Linked DNA regions of Pogona vitticeps: region 1 is linked to region 2. Evidence: chromatin contacts called from public Hi-C data. All regions are on one chromosome and are shown on one strand. The core of a region is the stretch at or near the end of the contact, and the rest is flanking DNA. Distances in the headings are between cores, read along the strand shown.

Region 1 (6,619 bases), core at 3,472-5,971, 200 kb after region 2:
TTTATTTTGTTTGCTCTCATAAATACAAGCATATTTCTCTATATTATATAAGAAATAGCAATTTTGATTCAGCCATAATTGTATTGACTTTGACCGCTTGAACAGCACTTAATTGTCAGGAATGAGTTTTCAGTGAATTTGATGATAGATGTTAGTGAAACCCAACACTCTTTGCAGGTCATTGACGTTGGAAGTATATCCAATATTCCAAGGATCTTAATTCAAAACTCTGATTCAATCCAACAAGGTTTCATTAATGAGTAGTTTGTGGGTGGGTGGCCATGAGAGAGAATCACAGTTCCAGTGGGGAAAGTGGGGAAGGAGGGAAAAGATCAATAAAGGATCTCCTTTCATGTCAATTTTCAAATGAAATAAGCAACATAAATTGTTCAGAATTAGGATGGGCAGCTTTGGCCCCTCAGATGTTTTTGAGCTGCATCCTCCTGTGATTTGGCAGCCTAGGGCAGATGGGAATTACAAGCCTAAATAAATAAATAAATAAATAAATAAATAAATAAATAAATAAATAAATAAATAAATAAATAAATAAATAAATAAATAAATAAATAAATAAATAAGTAAATGGGGGGGCTGAGTTGCCCAGTCATACTTTAAATTCTGACACTTGTGGTGTTGTTTGGTTTAATGCCTCCCCCCCCCCCAGGTGCTAGCAAATAATGAATAAAACAAGGTAATAGAGCACCAAACTGATCCACTTCATGGACACCAACCTCACTAGACAATGTGTCAGGATCTGGCCCACACTGCCCTGGAAGCTGCAGGATCGGGGCCAGCCTGAGCCAGAAGTGGCCTGGTGTTTGCAGACTCAGGCCCTGGCCTGTGTAGCAGCTGCTGGGCCACTCATGAGGCTCACCTGGAAACCTGGAGGAAAAGCCTTTTTAAGGAGCGGTTCTCCCTCCCAGAATTTGCCTCAGCAACAAAGATTTTTTTTTGGCTGTGTTTACTGCATTGCTGGTCCTGAGTCCTTGTGCTCCTGATCTTGCCTCCTGCATCTCTGTGTTTGAACTTCAGTGTTCCTGCTTTTGTTCCTCTCCCTGCCTGGGCCCTGTGCTTGCCTCCTGCATCTTGGTGCTTTGTTCCTGCTCCATGCTCTCAGCCTTGTGCTCCCACCTCCACTTGGTCACGACCAAATGTGCAGTAAGTGCCTTTGGGCTTGATACTCTGCATGGTGGGCTGGGTCCTGGTGCCCTTGTCCCTGGTGAGGGGCTGCCTGGGATATCTTGGACTGTGACATAATGGCTGAAATCATGGAAAAGTTTTCCACACACTCTTGAGCTCTAAATATTAAACCGGAAAATGCTAGGCTAAACCTATGGAAAACGAAAGCAACACGCCTTGCCAAATAGATTAATGCGGAAGAGTCTGGCTGTCATTTAGTAGACTTTGAAGCAAAGTAGCAAGATCAAAAAATAATCAAGTAAAATGGGACTACTGGGAAACAGGACAAATGTTCTGTACTGTAGAAATTCAATCAATGCCACATTTATGGGCATGCAATTTATGCCCCATCTTGTGCAAAAAAAGATCTAGCAAATGGCCAAGATGATGCTATAGAAGTAACTTGCTTCTGGTTAGAAAAAGTCTTATTACCTTAACATTTTGATTTGATTTTATGTAATTTTACCTCTCTTTCATATACATCTATAAATTTAAATTGTGCAATCCTCTGATATAAAGAAAGAAACAACAGTTCAGGAGTCCCCATATTAATGATCAATAGAATATTATATTCTGTTCTACAACGCTTACTAAATGTTCCATTCCAAACATCCCAGACATTTCCCATTACTATGATAATGGGATGACGAGACTTGACATAATGGGGTGATGAGTAAGAAAGAACATTTGTTCTAACTCAGCATGTAAACAGAGGCTTCATAACTGAGCTTTGCCTTCCTTCCTACATTGCTTCCCTCTTTGCCTTGCCTGCTATCTGTAGAGAATGTCCAGTGGAATGCATACAAAAATATCCAAGGTCGAAGCTTTTAAAAAGCCAGATGGAAAACGGCCACTGGGCCTTCAGGAAGAGAGAAGGTGTGTTCCCAAGATGAAGTTCTATTCCTGGACTGGAGGACAAGGTGAGTGAGGACCAATGTTCAAAGGGACATCTTAGGTTTATGTAAAGTCTTGGAGGGCCCCTCACAGCAGGGCCCTTTTCCCGTCTTTCAGGCATAATCCCCAGTCCATCCTCAGCTTTGCCCAATTTTCCCAGGCTCCTTTACAGATTCTGTTGCTAGTCCCTCCAGTCATGAGTATGGGAAGATGAAGCCTGAAGAAGGACTCCCTTCTGGGGAAGCACAGTCAGTGTAAAAGGTGGTGTCTGACTCTACTCTGCAGCATCAGCCCACTCTTCTGTCTCACCTTCTATCCAGTGTACCTTGTAACATTAATGTAGGACCTGATTAATAGTCCCTCTTCCTTGAGATCTAGTTTGGCAAATACCAAACTCAGATCTCACACTAATTAAACCAAATTAGATTCTCCAGCTTTGCCATTGACCAATACAGACTGTTTCTCAGTATTCTGTGGGACATTGAACAGCTGTGCTCTCAGACTCAGTATGCTTTTTTAAAAATGTTGGAAGAAAACAAGGAATTAATCCAACAAAACCGAATCTTGTAAGTCTGAACTGTGATTGTATAATCCAACCCTATTTCCATTGGACCATGATAAGGAAAAACAATTACAATCAAAAGAAGAATATGCCATAGTTTGGCAAATACTTTAAAGAACTTTCATAAATATCCTATCAGAAGTGCACAATCAACTTTTATTTATTTATTTTTATTTATTTATTTATTGTATTTATACCCCGCCTATCTAGTCATTTCGACCACTCTAGGCGGCTATAACTTTTGAAGTCTGTTATTCATGTGTCCAGTTTTAACCCTTCTGAACAAGAGTTTCAAAAGAAATTCTTTCAGTAATATCCATCCGTACATGCATCATCAAATTGTTGATATAAATTTATATAATTTTTTTTCATTCCTTTCATCTGAGCAAAGCTACTGTCACAGGACCAGTCCTACAGATGTCTAAAAGTTAGCTTTTGTGTATCTCTATATAGATATGTGCGTGCTCTGAAATATACCACACCCATTTTTTTCACCATGCAGGTGGCCATGTCCCCAGAAGAAAACTCTGACCTCCCCTGAAAATAATGATTGCTGAGCAAAAAAATGCACAGCTGCAAGACAATATCAGCTCACAGAAAAGGAATGACAAAAGTATTTAATTTTAGAAGTTACATTGTGCCAGGTCATCATTTTAATTTAAAAGGGTCAGGCTCCCACATTTCACGGTACATGTGTCATGGTTACTTCAACTTTCTTTTATTTTTATGTATTTATGTACAATAGATGTAAAGATAATATGCTGGAATAACCACTGGGTATACAAGCACCCTGCAAGCCCTCATCTCCTTCCCCATTTTATATATGTCAAGATAATGACAATCTGCTGGCAGAACCGCTAGCTAGGCTGACAAGCATCCTGCATGCCTCTGAGTCCCATCTCTTGGTCCATCGTCTTTTGTTGTTGTTACTGTGAGCAAGTGCACACTGCTGTCCAAAGACAAGATGTAGGCAGGTGCTGACAGGGTAGGGAAGCACTCATCTGAATGCTCCTGCATTGCCTTGTAGACCACAAGCACTGTCGCCATACTCTTTCTTGCTCTGTCTTTCTCTTCCTCTGTCACAAGGAACTGCCTCAGTGGCTGGCAAATTTCATCTGGGGTGAAACTAGGCGTTAAGAGAAATGTGTATATTGGAATTAGCCCCCTTTCCTACCATAATAGGATGTTTTTCTGAGGTATGAACCTGGGCAAATTAAGCTTGTGCTTAGCATGCCTTCTGATGTTTGTGTGACCTCAGCAGAGATGCCTTAACAAGCTGGAAATAAGGCTGAACTTAACATTTCCTCCTGTCTCTCTGTTTATTCCTCTATTTTCCCTCTATCTATTTGGTCACCTCATTTCCATAGTACTAGGACAGCAAGCCTTTAAAAGGAAGGAAAGAAGAAAACGGAATGGAACGGAATGGAACAGAACAGGGAGAGGAAACCAAGCAGCTCCAGCACCAAGTATAGGGAAGAGGAGATTCAAATGGTTAACAAGCAGCAAACAAGGCTGAGTGCCAATAACCCCTTCCCCTCCTGGCTACTGTGTGGTTGGCTAAAGTGAATTAACCTGCGGAGACCTGTCTTCCCAGGTGCCACTTCACATCAGATCAATTTGCATTTTCCCCATTGTGTAATTGCTACGATTTAAGTTCAGATTTCAGGCTCTTTAGATGACCGGATGTTTTCTAACAAATCTAAAATCTGCAGGTTATGTGAGAGGTTTCTTGTATATCTTCCAAATCTCAGTTTAGTCAACATCATCCCACTAATTGATTTTTGTTGTTAACATTCATTTGATAAAAGTACATTAGACATTAGCCTTCTCTTTCAAATTATTTTGCTGCTATGAGATTCTGGTGGTGGTATGCAGGTTTTATAAATTTAAAAAATGCCAAAAGCACGTTTACAATATTTTTTTAATGCAGCAAAAATCTGTATTTCATTTTTTTTACAAAAAGGTTGAACTTGTAAGTTTCTGCATGTGAGAAATATAATTTGCCTAGTTTGTACAGAAGAGGGCGGTACAGTGTTGGATACAGATTGCTTTCTTTTTAAAAACTCTTGATGTCTTGTAGGTCATAACTGATTTCAATAATTCTTATGTGGGAGCGGAAGTCTGTTTAGCTCATGAACAACAGGTGCATCGTAAATGGCAGCTATCTGTAAGTAAATTATTTCTACATTAAGTCACTATAATTCTCACCCTACAGATAGGCAGAAGGGACTTGGCTAATGCCACTCAACCACTGGGAAATTGGGAGTAGGACCCAGACTCCAACTTTCCAGGCTGACGGAGAACTATATTGGTTTTAAGAGATCAGAGTGACATCTCTGAGACTTGGAAAACAGAGATTGGACCCAAGAGTACAAGTGGCTTCCACAGGGCAAAAATAAGCCTACTAAATGATGCTCAGTGGCTTGGGTATCTGGCTGAGGAGCCACACGTAGGGAGTTTGATTCCCCCACTGTCCATACTGCAAGCAGAGCCAGCCTGAGTAACCTTGGGCAAGCTGCATAGCCCCAGGATACCCTCAGAAGAAGAGAATGATAAGCCACTTCTGAGTACCCTCTACCTTAAAAACTTTGAAAACAGTCGCCGTAAATCAGAATTCACTTGACAAATGGCATGCAGGGAATGAACAATACAATATAGTTACCATCATTCACCTTTACATTAAGCTTTCTTCTTAACACCTTCTAGCAGAATCTTAGCAACCTATGAAACATGGTATGTGCCTCTTTAATCATGGCTAGGAGAAGGTCCACTTACACGTCTCCTTTTGTTCTTATTGCTTTGGTGAGATGACAATAGGTTAGCCTTTATCACTCCACTCAGGTATCTCTGAAAAGCTCTTCACAGCACTTCAGAATGGGTATGATCCTACCATTTAGACAGGGTGAGGTGGAAACAAATTTTAGGGGTCGTGAAAGGGCTGCACGGAGTCGTCCAATGAAGCTGTATTGCGCTGTCAAGGGTCTATTACATTCTGGCTCGCAAGAACGGAACACAGATCACTCAACAGCCTATTGCAAATAAATTGGACGACACCTTGCAGACAATACTGTTTGGATCCACTCTGAGTTGGATGCTGTAATTGTACAAGCTCTAAGTGGCTCCTGCTTATCCACTGACAATAGATAAGTTTCTCCCTCTGCAGCCTGATGATAGGAACAAGATCTTTGAAGAAGTGAGAGCCATCAAATGTATGTCAGACCTGTGGCCTTCCTGTTCATAAAAGTAGACAAGGATGGACTGGCTGAGTGGGGTGAGGAGCGTGGTGAATGTCTCCTTGCAACAGGGAAGGGTTCTAGCGTGCATAAACGAGGTAATAGTAGGGTCGTGCCTGAAAAAAATTGCCCTTGAATTCCCTCATACTATTTATTTATTTATTCGATACATTTAGTGAATACACATTTTATGCATATCTTCTCTTGTTGGCAATGTGGTGGCAAGAAGCCACAGTATTTGAAAGTGTGGTGCATGGCCCAACTGTTCATGCATTGCAATAGCTGAGGCACATTTCAGCCTACAAATGATTTGTTCTGAAACAATCATAATTTTTTTTTCTGCTGTTTCTTTTGTCAAACAGCAAATGATACCTTGGAAGAAAACACCTCATGCTTACAAACTTCTCACAGGCATTAGGTCTCTGGCTGCAGAGCCAGAGGTTCAGAGTTCGATTCCCCACTGTGCCTTTCTGACAGGGGCTGGACCCAATGGGCCATGAGGTCCCTTCCAGGTCTGCAGTTCAAAGATTATTATATCTACTTGGCTGCTGTAGGACTCAAGATGCTGCACAAGACAGGCCTTTCGGCTGATCCATCAGGATTCTTTCATAGATACAGGTGGTCATGAACACTGCATAGGACCCGCACTGGGGAACAGATCTCTCCTGTGATAGACAAGAACTTAAGGGATGAAAGAAGGAATCCCAACATCCCCTTCCTCATCTGAGCTCATTCTTGTCATAGGTAGATC
Region 2 (7,168 bases), core at 784-3,283:
TTGGTGGTCAGAGAATCAGTCAACTATATTTAAAAGACATCCATAGCAATAAACACATAAAAGATGTGAAGGAAACACCATAGACGGTAAATAAAGCAGTGGGCACACACTGTGTGAGGGATTTCCTGTTGAGATAAGGGTGGAGGTGTGCGTTCTGCTTCAGCTGGTAAAAGGCAGGCTTGGCCGCAGCTGAGATCTGATTCCCCATTGAGGTAGCTCCCAGAGATGGTTAGTTTAGAGCAGTGGTCCTCAACCTTGGGCCTCCAGATGTTCCTGGACTTCAACTCCCAGAGATCCTGGCCAGCAGAAGTGGTGGTGAAGGCTTCTGGGAGCTGTAGTCCAAGAACATCTGGAGGCCCAAGGTTGGGGGCCACTGGTTTAGAATGTCATGAATGGGCAACAAATTGTTGATTAATTAATTTACTATTTCTCTAAGAAACCTTCTAAGAACGATGGTTCAAAAATAAGCAACCTTGCCAATCTATTTCATATTAAAATTGGCTTTCTGATCAATCCTGCCTTCAAACTTTTCCACAGCAAAGAGCTCCCGTGCTGTACAGAGCAGTATTATGGGGTTGGAGAAATTCCCGGGTCACTGACATTCAGAAATGCAACCTTTTCCCAAATTCACAAATCCCACTAGGTGTCAGGATCTGGCCCACAACGCCCTGGCAGCTGCAGGATCAGGGCCAACCTGAGCCAGAAGTGGCCTGGTGTTTGCAGACTCAGGTCCTGTCCTGTGGAGCAGCTGCTGGGCCACTCATGAGGCCTCACCCGGAAACCTGGAGGAAAAGCCTCTTTAAGGAGTGGTTCTCCCTCCCAGAACTGGCCTCAGCAACAGAGGTCTTTTGGCTCTGCTCTGAGCTCCAGATTCCCTGTGTTCCAGTATTCCTCCGTCTCTGCACTTTTACTCCAGTGTCCCTGCCATTGCATCTCCTTGCATCTTGGTGCCTTGTTCTGGCTCCATTCTCCCAGCCCTGTGCCCTCACCTCTGCTTGGTCAGGGCCAACTGCCTGGTGAGAGCCTTTGGACTTGATGGCCTGAGTGGCATCCTCGTGCCTTTGCCCCTCGTGAGGGGCTGCCCTGGGACAGGGATATCTTGGACTGTGACACTAGCCTTATTCTGAGTAAAGGGAAAGAGTGCGGTTGCGCCCTGCTTCCTACCCCAGGCCCACTCCCACCATCAGCACCTTCGGGCGACGTTTAAAATGGTTTTGTGTGAATGCCACACTACACTAGTAAAAGGGGCACGGGCTGATCCCTTCAGTGATCAGAGATCCCTCCGCACAGATGACCCTTGTAACAAGCGCTGGGCGGGTGACAAGATGGCAACAGCCTGCATGGAACGCACACTCTTCGCCAGCCCTGGGGACCGATAGGTATAAGCACACCTACCATGAATTTATCCTCCAGTGCCTGAAGAAATGGGCTTTACCTCACACTAAGCATAAAAATGGCTAGTTTTCAAAGAGGTGTAACAGTGTCTTTTTTTTTTTACAATCCCTCCCTTGTCTTTGGCCAACACCCTCCGCCAGCTGGCACGCGTCCTCCAACTCTGGGGTCCTGGCAAGCCCCTTCCAGGAGAGGGACGCGCGGCAGCTTCTCCTGTTCGCCAGCAAAGCCGCCGATGCCCCAGCTTGTCTTTTCATTTTCCCCCTGACTTTTGAACACGGATCATCATCTTCGCCGGAGCTCCCGGGTGACCTGCCTCCGCCCGAAAGGCGAGAAGCGCTCGGCTCCTGCCCGCGCTCCCAAGCAAGCGCCTCAAGGGACATGACACAGCAAAGCGGCGCGGAGCAGCCGGGGATGGCGGCGCCTGCGGTTGCCTGAGGCAATATAAGCGGCTCGCCTCTTTTTTTTTTCCCCCGCGGTGGCCCTCGACACCCACGGCCGGCCGGTTCCGGGACCCTCGCTGAGAGGACAGCACGGGGGGGGGGGGCTCGGCCGCGGGAGAAGAAGCGCGGAGGCAGAAGAAGCCGCCGCCCCCGGCCGGGTCCCTCCCGCGCGGTCTTTCTGGGCTGGGCCCGGGCGGAGAGCGGAGGGCGGCGGCTTGGAGCCCTCTGGCTCGGGAGCCTGGTTTTTGCTGGAGCAGGACCGGGGACCGGGACGTGATCGTGGGCGGCCGTGACGGGCACAGAAGGAAAGAGGCGCTGCGAGAAACTCGGCGGCGAGGCAAGGTGGCGGGGCGGGAAGGAGGGAGGGAGAGAGGGAGAAAAGCCGTGCGAAGGGGAGAAGGAGGCAGGCAGGCAGGCAGCGGGGGAGCCGGGGCAAAGGCGGGCGATTAGGGGCTCCCGGGTTTAGGGGTTTCTTCGTGGCAGGGCGGATGTGGGATCCTGAGGGAAAAGCTCCTTTCCACCACCGTCTCCCCCCCCCCGGCGCACCCTTTCTGCCTCTTCGTTTTGCAACGGTGGGCTTGGAGGGCATCCCCGGGCAGGAGCCGGTGGCGCCCCGGGCCTTTTGGCCGAGGGCCGAGGATGCGGTGCTGCCCTTGGCGATGCTTCCCTGAGCTGGACTTCGAGCGAGGCCGCCAGAGTGACTCAGCCGAACGCCAGTAAGCGAGCGGGGGAGACGTGAGGGGGGAAAAGTGCCGGGTCTTGTCCCCTTCAGTGCTCCAGAACCTGGCTTCTTGGCTGCCTTTAAGGATCTCACCCGCCTTTCAGGATTCCTGGCTTGCTTGCTTGCGCCCAGCTGCTCGCTGACATCTCTGTGGGTTGCTGGAAAAGGGCCTGGCTGGTGCAGGATAGGGATCGCGTTGAAGGAAGACAAGGGCAGAGAGGGAAAAGCGGGGAGAGAACAGATAGGAAGTGCCCTCGCTCCTTCTCTCCCTGTCCCTTTCACTAATCTAGCAGAAGCCACATAATAATAGTAGCATCATAACAACAGAACTGCAGAGCTGGAAGGGACCCTATGGATCCTCACCTCCTGGCAAGGAGGCACAGAGGGGGAATCGAACTTCCAGATACCCAAACCACTGCGCTCTCCAGCATGGACTCTTTTCTTTCATATCCACTAGGGCTGTACTTCAAAAGGACACAAAACTAGGTTGACTAGACCAAGCGGGTGTAAACAAAAATGGGGATGCTTTGCCTTGCCTGCTTCAGCACCTGCCTCTCTGGCCTCCTTTTGGTAGGCACCAGCTTCCAAGGCTTGTTTGCTTCTGCCAATCAGCACATGTTCCTCCCTAGAGGCTGCAGTTAATTAGGGTGTGGTTGGTCTGGGGAGCATTTAGAAGATTTCCCGGCTGGGAGGAGTCTCAGAGCAAGACAGATAGATCTTGCCTCTTTCCCTCCCCCAGTAAACAGTTCTCAGTCCACACAGATTAGGTTCCTTGTTGTAGAAGTTTCATAGAATCATAGCATCGTGATGTTGGAAGGGGCCTGTAAGGCCATCAAGTCCAACCCCCTGCTCAATGCAGGAGTACAAACCAAAGGATATCTACCAGGTGGTGGTTTAAGTTTCTCTCGAATGCCTCCAGTGTTGGAGCGCGCACCACCTTTCGAGGTAATTGGTTCCGTTGTCTTACTGCTCTAACTGTTAGGAAGCGTTTTCCTGATACTCAGTTGAAAGCTGGCTTCCTGTAACTTGAGCCCCTTGTTGCATGTGCTTTAAATTGTTCAGAAAGGCAGTGGAAATGTCCTCTAGAAAACCTTCCACCAGGCTCTGAGGTGCAGGGGAAGAACAAGATCAGGGTTCAAAATGGTTATTGATTGATTGATTGATTGATTGATTGATTGATTGATTGATTGATTGATTGATTGATTGATTGATTGATTGATTGATTGATTGATTGATTGATTTGATTTGATTTGATTTGATTTGATTTGATTTGATTTGATTTATACCCCGCCTATCTGGTTAGTGCCTTTTTGGCTATGGGCAAGGAATTGAGTGATTACTTCTAGTACTGGCCAAGGAAGGGAGATTGGTAGTGGAGAGAAAGCTATTAATCAAACCCAGATAAGGGGAAGGTTGCACAATTAGTGTCTGTGTCCTGTCCTGGGCATTGTTGCTGTTAGAGGCTGAGTCAGTACTAATCAATCACCACTGCTGTGGGTATTGTTCAGTGCAAGGGCACTCTCCTATAAAAGCAACTGGTTGCTAAGATTTAATACATTAGGGAGCTAGATGAAGCACAGTGTCTTATTCTGTTTCAGACATGTTGGCCTGAGTTTCGTGCACAGCATGAAAGGAAAATTCCTGGCTGGAGGCAGACAGGAGTTCTGTTGTCTTGGAAAGTTCTTTAGAATATCAGAAGTATGTTCCTCATATCAAGGTTTTATAAAGGGACACCAAGATTTACCAGTGTCTGATGGTGTCAGTTGCAAGTTCATTGTTGGAGACAGAGCTCATGTTATAATGAACCTGGCTTGATAGTTCAGTGGTTTAGGTAGAAGTTGGGAGTTTGGGAGTTCAATTCCCTACTGTGCCTCCTGCGATGAGAGCTAGCCGCCTGTGTAGCTTTGGGAAAGCTGCACAGTTCCAGGACGTTCCCAGTAGAAGGGAATGGTAAACCACTTCTGAGTAGTCTCTACCTAGAAAACTCAAATGAGAATTTACTTGATGGCACATCATCATCATCATCATTTTAAAACAAGTGAGTCAAGACTTCATGGTTGCCATGAGAACCATAGGGTTGTCTGAGCTGAGCTGATCATGGCTCAGGTTCAAAGAAGTAAGCATGTTAGTCTCTCATAGCATGCTGACAAAATTAAAGGAGCCAAATGGGGGAAAGGAAGAGGGGAAAAGGCACAAAATTGTGGCACTTTACAGATTACAGTGTGTCTATGGATCAAAATCCAATTCTTCAGAAACAAGATGTACAAATACTATGTCTGTTTGTACCTATATTTGCATTCCTTGTGTCTGAAAAAGTGGATTTTGATCCATAAAAGTCTGCACTAAAATAAATCTGTTGCTCTTTAAAGTGCAGTAGTGTTTTGCAGATTTTCTCCTTAAACATTTTCTCCTTCCCAGTACCCTTTGTTCCTCTGTAAGGTCAATTGTATGACACTCAAACAAAGTCCTCTGAGCATTATCAGATTTATAACACTCCTTAGTAGTTTGAATCTGTGGTGGTCTGTCATAACTGACATTTATCCCTTTTATCAATTCCAGTGTGAGGTCAGATAACCCTTTCCTATCATATCTGGGTATTAAGGTATAAGTATTTTCATTGTTTTGATATGCCAACTCTCTGCAGAGAATGGGAATAAACCATTTGTTTCACTCATGGTGAAGTAAGTGTTCTCTCGATATTCTTGTCATAGTCTTTCTACTTTTCTGAAGTAGAAAATTAATTCCAGGCAACATCAACTGACCTAATTCTACAAGCTGTATTCATCCAATTGCTTCTGTGCATAAAATCAAAACTTTACTTAGCCTTTTAGCATATCCAGACACTAAAGAAAACTTAATAATTAATGTATTCTCGAAGGCTTTCACAGCCAGGATCTGATAGTTGTTGTGGGTTTTTCGGGCTCTTTGGTCGTGTTCTGAAGGTTGTTCTTCCTGATGTTTCGACAGTCTCTATGGCCGGCATAGAGAAAAGTTATAGGCACATTTTCATCTTATAAACTCAGTTTTTAAAAGCTGTAGGTACAAATGGTTAAATAGAAACCAATTCTTGCAACTTGTGAAAAGCTGCAGATAAGATTGTCATCCAAAATTCTTTCAACTATGCAAAGCTGTAACTATGCAATTGCAGTCAGAAATATATTCAACAGCTTATAGAAACAACACTTAAGTTGTAGACAAAACCTTAAGAATTAAAGCAGGCACAGAGACTGTTTCAATTACATTTTTTAATGCAGGAGCTTATAGCTTTAAAAGGCATAATATAAAAAGCAAATAGTTCTTAAAAGTAAAAAAAAAGAAAGTTAAAAACACTTAGCCTGTTAGCATATCCAGACACAAAAGAAAAATATTAAGTTCTCTAATGGCTCACCCAGCAAGTTAAAGCTAAATGTGTCAAAGATGCCCAGCAGCTTCCTTGGACAACAGAGGCTCAAGGGAGGCTCAGATGGGCTATATATTATCATTAGAGATGGGCACAAATTGAAAAATGAATTGCAAAATTTGTCAAAAATCACTAATTCTTCAATTTGTATTTGTACAAATTAATGCCCCCAACTCATACATTGATTTTGATCATTCAGTCATCTTGCTTACATTTACATGAAAGAGGCACTTGTAGGTCAGAGAAATATAACCTTAAGTTTATAATGAAATAACCACAAATGTCTTTTCTGTGCTCACATCATTATTAGTTTTTATTCAACCCCCAAGTGACATTCAATCTTAGTACTTAGTACAACATCCTTTTACAGTTATAACAGCTTTTAAACGTGAAGCATAGCTTGACACAAGTGTCTTGCAGCGATCTACGGGTATCTTCGCCCATTCTTCATGGGCAAAAGCCTCCAGTTCAGTCAAATTCTTAGGCTTGCGCACTGCAACTGCTTTCTTTAAGTCCCACCAGAGGTTCTCAATGGATTTAAGTCTGGTGACTGCGATGGCCACTCCAAAATGTTCCAGCCTTTCCTCTGCAACCATGCTCTAGTGGACTTGGAGGTATGCTTGGGATCATTGTCCTGTTGAAAGGTCCAACGTCTCCCAAGCCTCAGGTGTATGACGGACTGCATCACATTTTCATCCAATATCTCCTGGTACTGAAGAGAATTCATGGTACCTTGTACACGCTGAAGCTTCCCTGTACCTGCAGAAGCAAAACAGCCCCAAAGCATTATTGACCCTCCGCCATGCTTCACAGTAGGCAAGGTGTTTTTTTCGTCATATGCCTTGTTCTTCCTCCTCCAAACATAGCGTTGATCCATGGGCCCAAACAGTTCTAATTTTGTTTCATCAGTCCACAGAACACTATCCCACAACTTTTGTGGTTTGCCCACATGACTTTTGGCATACTGCAGTCGACTCTTCTTATTCTTGGGAGACAGCAAGGGGGTGCACCTGGGGGTTCTGGCATGGAGACCTTCATTACTCAGTGTGCGCCTTATTGTCTGAGCTGAAACTTCTATACCCACATCTGACAAATCTTTTTTCAGTTCCTCAGCAGTCACACGGGGACTTTTCACCACTCTACGCTTTAGGTAGCGCACAGCAGTCGAAGTCAGCATCTTCTTTCTTCCACGACCAGGTAGCATTTCAACAG

What was found. Hi-C and Micro-C count contacts between places; a contact is called where the count stands out from the background.
Region 1: a Hi-C map of muscle shows a contact between it and region 2, with 3 times the contacts expected there. The contact joins the promoter of LOC110077810 here to the promoter of LOC110077807 in region 2. A contact is called at or near these places in 2 of 2 Hi-C or Micro-C datasets (blood and muscle).

What each region holds. Positions count from the first base shown.
Region 1 is chr2:148,221,634-148,228,252 of PviZW2.1, forward strand. LOC110077810 reads left to right here and starts at 4,722. Exons shown (of 6, transcript XM_072990785.2): 1 at 4,722-4,802. LOC140704596 (a long non-coding RNA gene) reads left to right here and starts at 2,009. Exons shown (of 2, transcript XR_012083894.2): 1 at 2,009-2,099; 2 at 4,003-4,359.
Region 2 is chr2:148,024,996-148,032,163 of PviZW2.1, forward strand. LOC110077807 (cholesterol transporter ABCA5) reads left to right here and starts at 2,034. Exons shown (of 39, transcript XM_078384341.1): 1 at 2,034-2,172.